3 separate regions of the Sus scrofa genome follow, and regions 1 and 3 are each linked to region 2. The links are chromatin contacts, called in public promoter capture Hi-C maps. All regions are on one chromosome and are shown on one strand. Each heading gives the region's core, a stretch centred on a gene start, on an enhancer-like site or on the middle of the called end of the contact. The rest is flanking DNA. Distances are from core to core; before and after follow the strand shown. Region 1 holds the start of VPS26A (vacuolar protein sorting-associated protein 26A). Region 2 holds the start of SLC25A16 (graves disease carrier protein). Region 3 holds the start of SUPV3L1 (ATP-dependent RNA helicase SUPV3L1, mitochondrial).

What was found. Promoter capture Hi-C pulls out the DNA fragments that hold promoters and counts their contacts.
Region 1: a contact with region 2 is called in a promoter capture Hi-C map of liver, with 3 times the contacts expected there. The contact joins the promoter of VPS26A here to the promoter of SLC25A16 in region 2. A contact is called at or near these places in 1 of 5 promoter capture datasets (liver) and 1 of 47 Hi-C or Micro-C datasets (liver).
Region 3: a contact with region 2 is called in a promoter capture Hi-C map of liver, with 7 times the contacts expected there. The contact joins the promoter of SUPV3L1 here to the promoter of SLC25A16 in region 2. A contact is called at or near these places in 1 of 5 promoter capture datasets (liver), 1 of 47 Hi-C or Micro-C datasets (heart right ventricle) and 1 of 2 datasets of contacts at active chromatin or transcription factors (alveolar macrophages).

The regions. Positions count from the first base shown.
Region 1 is chr14:72,209,143-72,212,013 of Sscrofa11.1, reverse strand. It overlaps VPS26A (vacuolar protein sorting-associated protein 26A), which reads right to left and starts at 1,528. Exons shown (of 9, transcript XM_001925999.7): 1 at 1,396-1,528. The coding sequence starts at 1,398.
Region 2 is chr14:71,650,019-71,652,718 of Sscrofa11.1, reverse strand. SLC25A16 (graves disease carrier protein) reads left to right here and starts at 1,378. Exons shown (of 9, transcript XM_021072451.1): 1 at 1,378-1,905. The coding sequence starts at 1,785.
Region 3 is chr14:72,244,171-72,246,870 of Sscrofa11.1, reverse strand. It overlaps SUPV3L1 (ATP-dependent RNA helicase SUPV3L1, mitochondrial), which reads right to left and starts at 1,345. Exons shown (of 16, transcript XM_001928898.6): 1 at 1,149-1,345; 2 at 993-1,146. The coding sequence starts at 1,271.

The DNA.
Region 1 (2,871 bases), core at 279-2,778, 560 kb before region 2:
TAATTTTAAATGTAAACAAAAAATAGCCTTTTAAGTTTTCTTTGCAAATTATATTCAATTAAAGAAGCCTTCTCTAACTCCCTGACTAGGCACAGCCCTACCGTACTCCTTTTTAACACATGTTAAACAAATGATTACACAAATAAATGTTTATCTCCCTCTGGACTGCAAGCTACAAGAGAGCAAGGGCTGTTTCAATCTTGCTCAGCGGCCCCGGGAGAACCTCAGTAATTATTTGTTCAATGAAAGAAAAAACGGCTGCAAGTTTAAGAAAGAACATGCCTGTCCTCACTTTCTTTTTTTAATTAAAACAACTCGATTTCTGACTCAAAGTTATTTATTCAAAGTAACTTAAAAAATTAATAAATCAATAGAAACAACAACAACAACAAAAGACAAAAAAAATTAATAAATCTAGCTTGGTCTTTAAGTCAAAAGTCTCAAGCAGTTTACTGAACCGGATGAGCTTTGGGAAAGCAGGTACTATTAGGGAGAGCACACAGTAGGCGCGCAACATATACTCGCCAAGTGAAACGATTTAACGAACACTACCGTAAAACGAGCCAAATGAGATCCAATCTGGAGGCGATCGCCAACACACACAATTAAACGCCATCGTGCCCATGCTTGCGCTTCCCACTAACTGCAGTGAGAGTACTCTGATTTCCCTCCCTCCTTTGCTCCCCAGGCCATTTCAACATCCCAAAGCGGTAAGTTTCCAGAAATGGCTTGAAGGAAAGGAGAGCCAAAGCTCAAAGCAGCGAGCACGAAACTAGAGTCTTTGGGATTAAAAGCGTCCTTCCCTTCAATATCCTTTTCTTTTTCTCTCCCGTTCTACAAGTGTCAACATCGAGGCTGAAGTGGGGTCAGGAAATCGCCTCATATCACCATACGCAAGTTAAAAAAAAAAAAAATCACGGAGTTTATCAAGCTCATGACACATTGGACCAGAGCGACCAAGTCCCCCCCGACTGTGGAACCGAGGGGCTCTTGGATCACTCCATCTGAAAGGAAGCGGGGCTGCCCAGGAGAAGCAGAGGGACTGGCTACCTTGGAAGGGGAGGCGGCAGAGGGCCCCCGCAGAGGCGGGGTGCGAGTACCCAGCCAAGGCCCCCACAGCCGGTCAAGGAACGCGGGCACAGGCTCCGACATGGCCAAGAGAACGCGGCGCCACCCGCAGGTGCTCGGGCCTCGCCGAGACCGGGAAGAAGCGGCGCAGCCCGCTCTTCCCCGACCTGCGGCGGCCAGACAGGCCTAACCCGGTTCCCCGCCCTGCCCGCCTGCCCCTTCCTGCTCCCCGCAGCCCTCCCGCGATACTGGGCCAGCCGTTGGCCGGCCCGCCGCGCGCTCTGGGGCGAGGGCTGGAGGCGAGCGCGCTATACGCCGCGCACTCACCATTGTCAGCGCCGCTGCCGCCGCGTCCCCCCACTTCACTCTTCTTTTCTCAGGAGAACTCCCAGCCCGGGTTCCCTCCGCCCCGGCGCCCCGTCACGTGATCTCGGGCCGCGGCTGCACGTGACCCCCCCTCTCTGCCTCCCCTCCCCCAGCACAGGCCGCCTCCCGCCTCTCGCCCCGCCCTACTGGCCGGCCTGGCCCTCCGAGGCGGGGCGGTTTGGAGGCGCGGCCTCGTGCTCCACCCCACGGCGGAGGGGCGGAGTCATTGAGACAGCGTCAAGTGGGAGGGTCCAGGGCGGACATCGGCTTCCCTGGGGCTCAGCGCTTTGTTGTTCCTCCAGGGTTTGCTTCCCATACTACCGTCTTCTCTGAGGAAGTTTGAGCAGCTGGGAAAGAAGGAAGGATCAAGAAAAGGTTGGTGCGGGAGACACTCTCTGCGGGTGGGTTACTGGGCCGCGGAGTTGAATGGGAGTTGTTTCCCCGAGGTTCTGCTAGGTTAGGCTTCGAAAAGAGATGTGCTCTTTCAATCCGGGGATGAGGCATTCTTCCACTTTCTCGAACTCTACCTAGCTTCCTTCCTTTCCCTCAAAGAGCTTCTGGGTTTTGAGAACTAGGCTTTATCACCTCTGAAGAGACAAAAAAAATAGAAGTTACTACATCCATTGTTTCACGGATAACTCATGAACTATCCACGCCGAGGTGTGGAGGGCTCACAGATCATTTGTACCACCCTGCCTTTCCGTGAGGAAAGCTGTTCTAAAAAGTCCAGTGTGGAGTTACCTGATGGCTCAGTGGGTTAAGCAACAGGCGTGGTCGCTGCTATGGCACGGGTTCGATCCCTGGCCCGGGAATTTTTGCATCACTCGCTATCAAAAAAAAAAAAAAAAAGTCGGATGTTACTGCTCAGAAATACTCAGGCTTTAACCGCATCTAGATCACTGTTGTGTAAGCCTAGACCTGCCCCTGAGTGGAATTCTGTAGCATTTCAGATTTAGTGTTGAAGTACCATAGTGCACTCTATACAGAACCAAAGCAGGAAAAAAAAAAAAATGACAGTCCGAAGGCAGATTATCTCATCATAACAAAACACTGTCAAGTTTATGAGGCAGGGCCATAAAGTAAGTCTCAAATTTAAGAGGTTTGGAATATGTCTTGGTGTATATCGGTAACCACAACAGAATTAAACTAGAAGTGACAAAAAGATAGCCAGAAAATCCACAAATACTTGGAAGCTAAGCTACAGAGTTCTGTAGTTCTATGTCAAAGAAGACATCTCAATAGGAATTTTAAAATAGTTTAAAAGATATTGAAAAGACAACAGAATTTATGGGATACATTGAAATATTGTTTAGAGGGCAATCTGTAGCTCTAAATGCATGCATTTGAAAAGAGGAAAGTTTTATTTATTTATTTATTTTGTCTTTTTGCCTTTTCTAAGGCTGCTCCCGAGGCATATGGAGATTCCCAGGCTAGGGG
Region 2 (2,700 bases), core at 129-2,628:
CTTGCAGAAAAAAGCCAAAAAAAGTCTAGTGGTTCAGGTTTATGCTGTATTTTGAGATTCTGTTCTTGTTCAGACATAGCTCTATAGAAACACTGGCTCTTGTATATTATGATCAAATTTGCACATGACTATCAAATCCATTAAAAGCTAACCTTAAAAAAAAGGGCATACCATAAAAGTGAAAAAAAAAAAAAAGAAATCTAGACCCATCATTAATGACTAAATGTGGCTAGAAACACCTTGCAGAGGCATATATGGGTGGAAAGAGAAACGGGACCAGTGCCAATAATAGTGAAGGTTGGAGTAAGTATTAATGAAAATCGTGATAATTTCTGACAGAGGATAAAAGTTCAGAACAACTGTGGTCACAAAGAATAGGGATGAATTGGAGTTCCCGTCGCGGCGCAGTGGTTAACAAATCCGACTAGGAACCATGAGGTTGTGGGTTCGGTCCCTGCCCTTGCTCAGTGGGTTAAGGATCCGGCGTTGCCGTGAGCTGTGGTGTAGGTTGCAGACGCGGCTCGGATCCCACGTTGCTGTGGCTCTGGAGTAGTCCGGTGGCTACAGCTCCGATTGACCCCTAGCCTGGGAATCTCCACATGTCGTGGAAGCGGCCCAAGAAATAGCTAAAAAAAGACAAAAAAAAAAAAAAATAGGGATGAATTTTGCTCAAGTTGGAAGTGATGAGGGATTCATAGCAATAGAATAGTGTCCATAAGGGGTGGTTAAAAAAAGTACAGTCTTGTAATACAGTAGGGCTAGTAAGAAGAAACGGAAGTTCCTGAGAGTTTAGGAGCTGGTAGTGGGTAGAGCGGTGGAATTTGAGTGCTAAGCATAAGACAGAGATTCAGAACCTCCTGGCAAGTCAGAAGTATTTGTGTAATTCACAGAGCCCCAAAGAAAGAAGAACTTGCTTCAGCAACTATTTCTTTGGCAGAGGTGATGGGGTGGAATTGAAGCTTCCTGGTGAACCGTTAGGGAGGCAGAAACAGGCTCAGCGAGAAGCTCAGAGAAGGCAGAGGTGATTTGGTGGGAGAGACTACAATTTCAGAGGTTCCTGGAAAGAGTGAGCAAAGGCTGGAATTTTTTGTTGTTGTTGTCTTTTTGCCTTTTCTAGGGCCACTCCCGCTGCACATGGAGGCTCCCAGGCTAGGGGTCTAATAGGAGCTGTTGCTGCCAGCCTACACCAGAGCCACAGCAACGCCAGATCCGAGCTGCGTCTGCGACCTGCACCAGAGCTCATGGCAACGCTGGATCCTTAACCCACTGCGCAAGGCCAGGGATGGAACCCGCAACCTCATGATTCCTAGTCGGATTCTTTAACCACTGAGCCACGAAGGGAACTCCTGGGGCTCATTTTTAGGAAGGTCATAAGCAGCCCGCTGGACGGTTCCAGGTCAGTGGTCAATACAGGTCAACGGACGGTGGAGGACTTTCTGAGGTGGCGGGTTTTGGAAGGACCTTCTTGCTGGCCATGTTTCCCTTCCTCCGTCCGTAACAGAAGAGGCCTGAAGAGTGACTCCAGCCAGAAGCAGGGATTTTGGGTGAGGCCGGGGCGTGGGGACACGTCCAACGTGGGGGTGGGGGGAGGTGACGCCCCCTTCGGGCCTTGATCCAGGCCCCGCCTCTGGCGTACGCCATCAGCCCGCGCCGCGCTGCACCGCCGGCGGTATTCCGTCCCGCCCGCACGGCGGCGGGGTGCCCTGTCACCGCCTGCTCTGGGCATGGCTAGGGCTCTTGGACTGTGAGTTGGCGACCAAAGCTCCTGCGCGGCCCTGATCCTGATGGCGGCGGCGGCGGCCCTGGCAGCGGCCGAGCCACCTCCTGCGATGCCGCAGGCAGCAGGAACCGGAGGACCCGCCGCTCGCCGAGACTTCTACTGGTTGCGTTCCTTCCTGGCTGGAGGTGGGTGTCCGTCGGGAGGACCTGGTCGTACCCCGAGCTTTAGGGGCAGGATCCGGGGCAGGTTGGGTGCTTGCGGCCGCGATGACATTCTCGGACTTGGGCTGTTTCAATGCCCTGCCAGGTGTTTGCCGGGACCTGCTATAACCTCTTTCTATAATCAATTGAGTAATCTCATCAGGGTCCTGCAGAGGAAGGGCCTTGAGCTGTCGCGAAGCGGTAGGGGACCTGGAAGGGCTGAACCGGGCACCCATTCTTCAGGGTTGGATAGCCGGGAAAATAGAGGACTCCCTTCAAAGACTCCAGGGTTTCAGTGAAACATGCTGGGAGCTCCTTTCTTGTATAAAGACCATGAACGACTGGTGTAGAATTGGATTTTGCTGTTTGCTTAAAAGAAAACAAATATTGGAGGACAGCTTATTTTTTTTATATAATGATTTTTATTTTTTTCCATTATAGCTGGTTTACAGTGTTCTGTCAGTTTTCTACTATACACCATGGTGACCCAGTTATACATACATGTATACATTCTTTTTTCTCACATTATCATGCTCCATCATAAGTGACTAGACATAGTTCCCAGTGCTACACAGCAGGATCTCATTGCTAATCCATTCCAAAGGCAATAGTCTGCATCTATTAACCCTAAGCTCCCAATCCATCTCACTCCCTCCCTCCTCCTTGGCAACCACAAGTCTATTCTCCAAGTCCATGATTTTTTTTTTTTTCCTGTGGAAAGATTCATTTGTGCCATATATTATATTCAAGATATAAGTGATATCATATGGTATTTGTCTT
Region 3 (2,700 bases), core at 96-2,595, 590 kb before region 2:
TTAGGAAGATTAAATGTCACATGCTTAAAACAGTATTTATCTCTAGCAAACGCTCCCTATTAGTCACTGCTATTTTAAAAGAAGAAGAAAGAATCACAGAGGTATTCTAGGCCTAAAGGGTAGCATATACTAAAGGCCCTGAAGCACAAGCTCACATCTCACCAATGTCGCTGAAACAAGGAGAGTGCTGTGCAATGAAGCCTCTCCAAGAGGTACTCAGGCTAGACCAGGCAGGGCCTTCCAGGCATATTAGAGATTGAAGCCCCCTTTCAACTGGGGACAATGGAAAAACACTAAACAATTTTTTGCAGGGGAGCAAAAGGATTAGGTCTTGCCACTTGCTGATGCCAAATGATTCCTTTCTCTCTGGGGCCCACAATGATCAGAGTACCTACCACCTTTGGGAAGCACACCCTTGTCATGCTTTAGTTTGTAATACAGTTGGTCATCTGTATGTGCTTCCTTCCTTCCCATGAGAATATAAGGTTCTGGAGTGGAAGAGATCTGGATATGAATCTGGTTCCTCTTGACAGCCACTATACAGCCTAACACTGCGTCTAGTTTGTGTAGGTGCCCAGTCAGTGACAAATAATCCTGAGCAAAGTTCTCCTCTGGCTTTTCACTGCCTCACTCCCTTGTCCTTTCTCGGGGCAATAGTTTTGAACCACCGGGGAGGAGAGAGAGGATGCTAGAAAATTAGTGGTCCACCTAACGACTCAAAAAACGTGAACTGCCCCATCACAAGAGGATGGGACAATGTAACCATTCAGAGAACAGCGAGAAGAACAAGGCCAGTTTCTGGCGCAGCACACTAAAGAATCAATGAGACACAGTCCCAAGCCTTGAACGGCTCCCAAACCAACAAGGGAGATGGACATTGACAAGCACAGTGACAACGCTCAAGGGGACCGCAAGTCTCCAGGGGAAGGAAGGACAGCTTCCTCAGCCCTACAAACACCAGCCTGGCCGCCTTCTCCAGCCCGTGCACTCACTCTTGTCCAGAGGGCGAGTTAGTTCGGCCCCGACGTCGCCATCCGCGCTGGGACCCTGAGGTTTGACAGTCAGCGGCACGAACAAGGACGTGTTCGGGGCTTTGGAGCCTCCTGAGGCGGAGGAGGAGGAGGAGGCGCAGGCGACGGCAGAAACGCGCCCGAGAGCCCAGGAAAGGGCGCAGTGTGGGAGCGAAGGGCAGAGCAGACGGCTGCCCGATGGCCAGCCTGGCGCCCGGCGGGGAGCCGAGCCCACAGCAGGGCACACCGGGGTAAGGACATTGAGGCCGCAGACTGGAAAGGAGGCAGGCTGGAGTAGCCTGGGGACACGGCGGCGGACAGTGACGCACAACGCCAGTGCCTACAGCCCGCAAAGACCCAGAACAGCAAAGCTGCCCAGGAAAACGCCCGAGTGCTGAAAGGCGGTTCATAAAGGGAAAGGAAAGCTTAGAAGTGAAAAATCAGAAAAGATAACTTCTTGTAAGTTCGTGCTCTGTCTCTCTCTTTTTATTGGAAATTGGAGCCAGCTTTCTTTAAAGAAAAGAAAATAATCAGGCACCGGTTGGGGATGTCACAGTTGAGAGGCGGGGCCTGCGAGGTGCATCACGTGACGGACGCTGGCCCTATTCAGAAGCACGTGGGCAGTGCGGCAGGGCTCAGAGGGCGCACCACTTGGAGAGGCACCTATCGGTGTAGTCGGCCTTTCTCCATGGCTTTGGGACTCCAAGTTTTCAAGAGCATTTCTGGAAAGTTCTTTGGGTTATTAACTTTGGTTTCCTAATGGAATAATGTTAGAGAACAAAACGATCTGCCCATCAGGATTGTTGCTAAGGAATTTTGTTCTGCAAGTGCTTAGGTAAACCCCTTGTTATGACCTGTGTGTAAGTAATTATACTCTAATATGAGCAATTTGTGTACATCCTCCTAGCAGCTGATGTATCACAACCACATGGCAAAAATATGTCCCTTGTACCTGGACCAAAGTCTAGTTTCTTTGGCATTCGTTGGATACTGTGTCACATTAGGTCGCTACATGTTAAATTCAAAAGATGCTGTTGGATTTGGGTTTTCCATATCTCTATTATTATACTTAAAACAGTAAGGTCTTGCAAGTTAAAGGAACAATGCACGTGATGTGTGATAATGTGTCAAATAGGATTTCAGTAACAGTTTGCTATGTACCTTTGATTCACAGAATACTTTTTAAACATAAGGGATTCAAGTAGACCAGCACCTTGCCCTCAGAGTTTCTGATCTGGTCTTAGTCATAGGCACAGTACCTGTTAAGCATTGGAAATACTTATTATTCTTAGGCTAATGAGAGTTCAAAGAACTATTCGTGCTGGAACTATGGGCCAGTTGTGTCATCGTTTCTCACCTCCATACTTCTAAACTATTATTGGGTGCCTAGTACAACTGCTGTCATAGCACTGAAACTATCATAATTGTGTCTTTAGAGTAGTAGTTCTCAAACTTCAGCATGCATCAGAATCATCTAGAAAGCTGATTTTAAAACAAAACTGTTGGGAGTCCCCTGGTGGTCTAGTGATTTAGGACTCAGAGCTTTCACCACCACAGCCCAGGTTCAATCCCTGATTTGGGAACTGAGACCCCACATCAAGCCACTGAACACGACGCCCACCGCCCCAGATTGTTGTGGCCCTACTCGTGGAGTTTCTGACCCAGGAGATCTGGAGTGGGGCCCAAGACT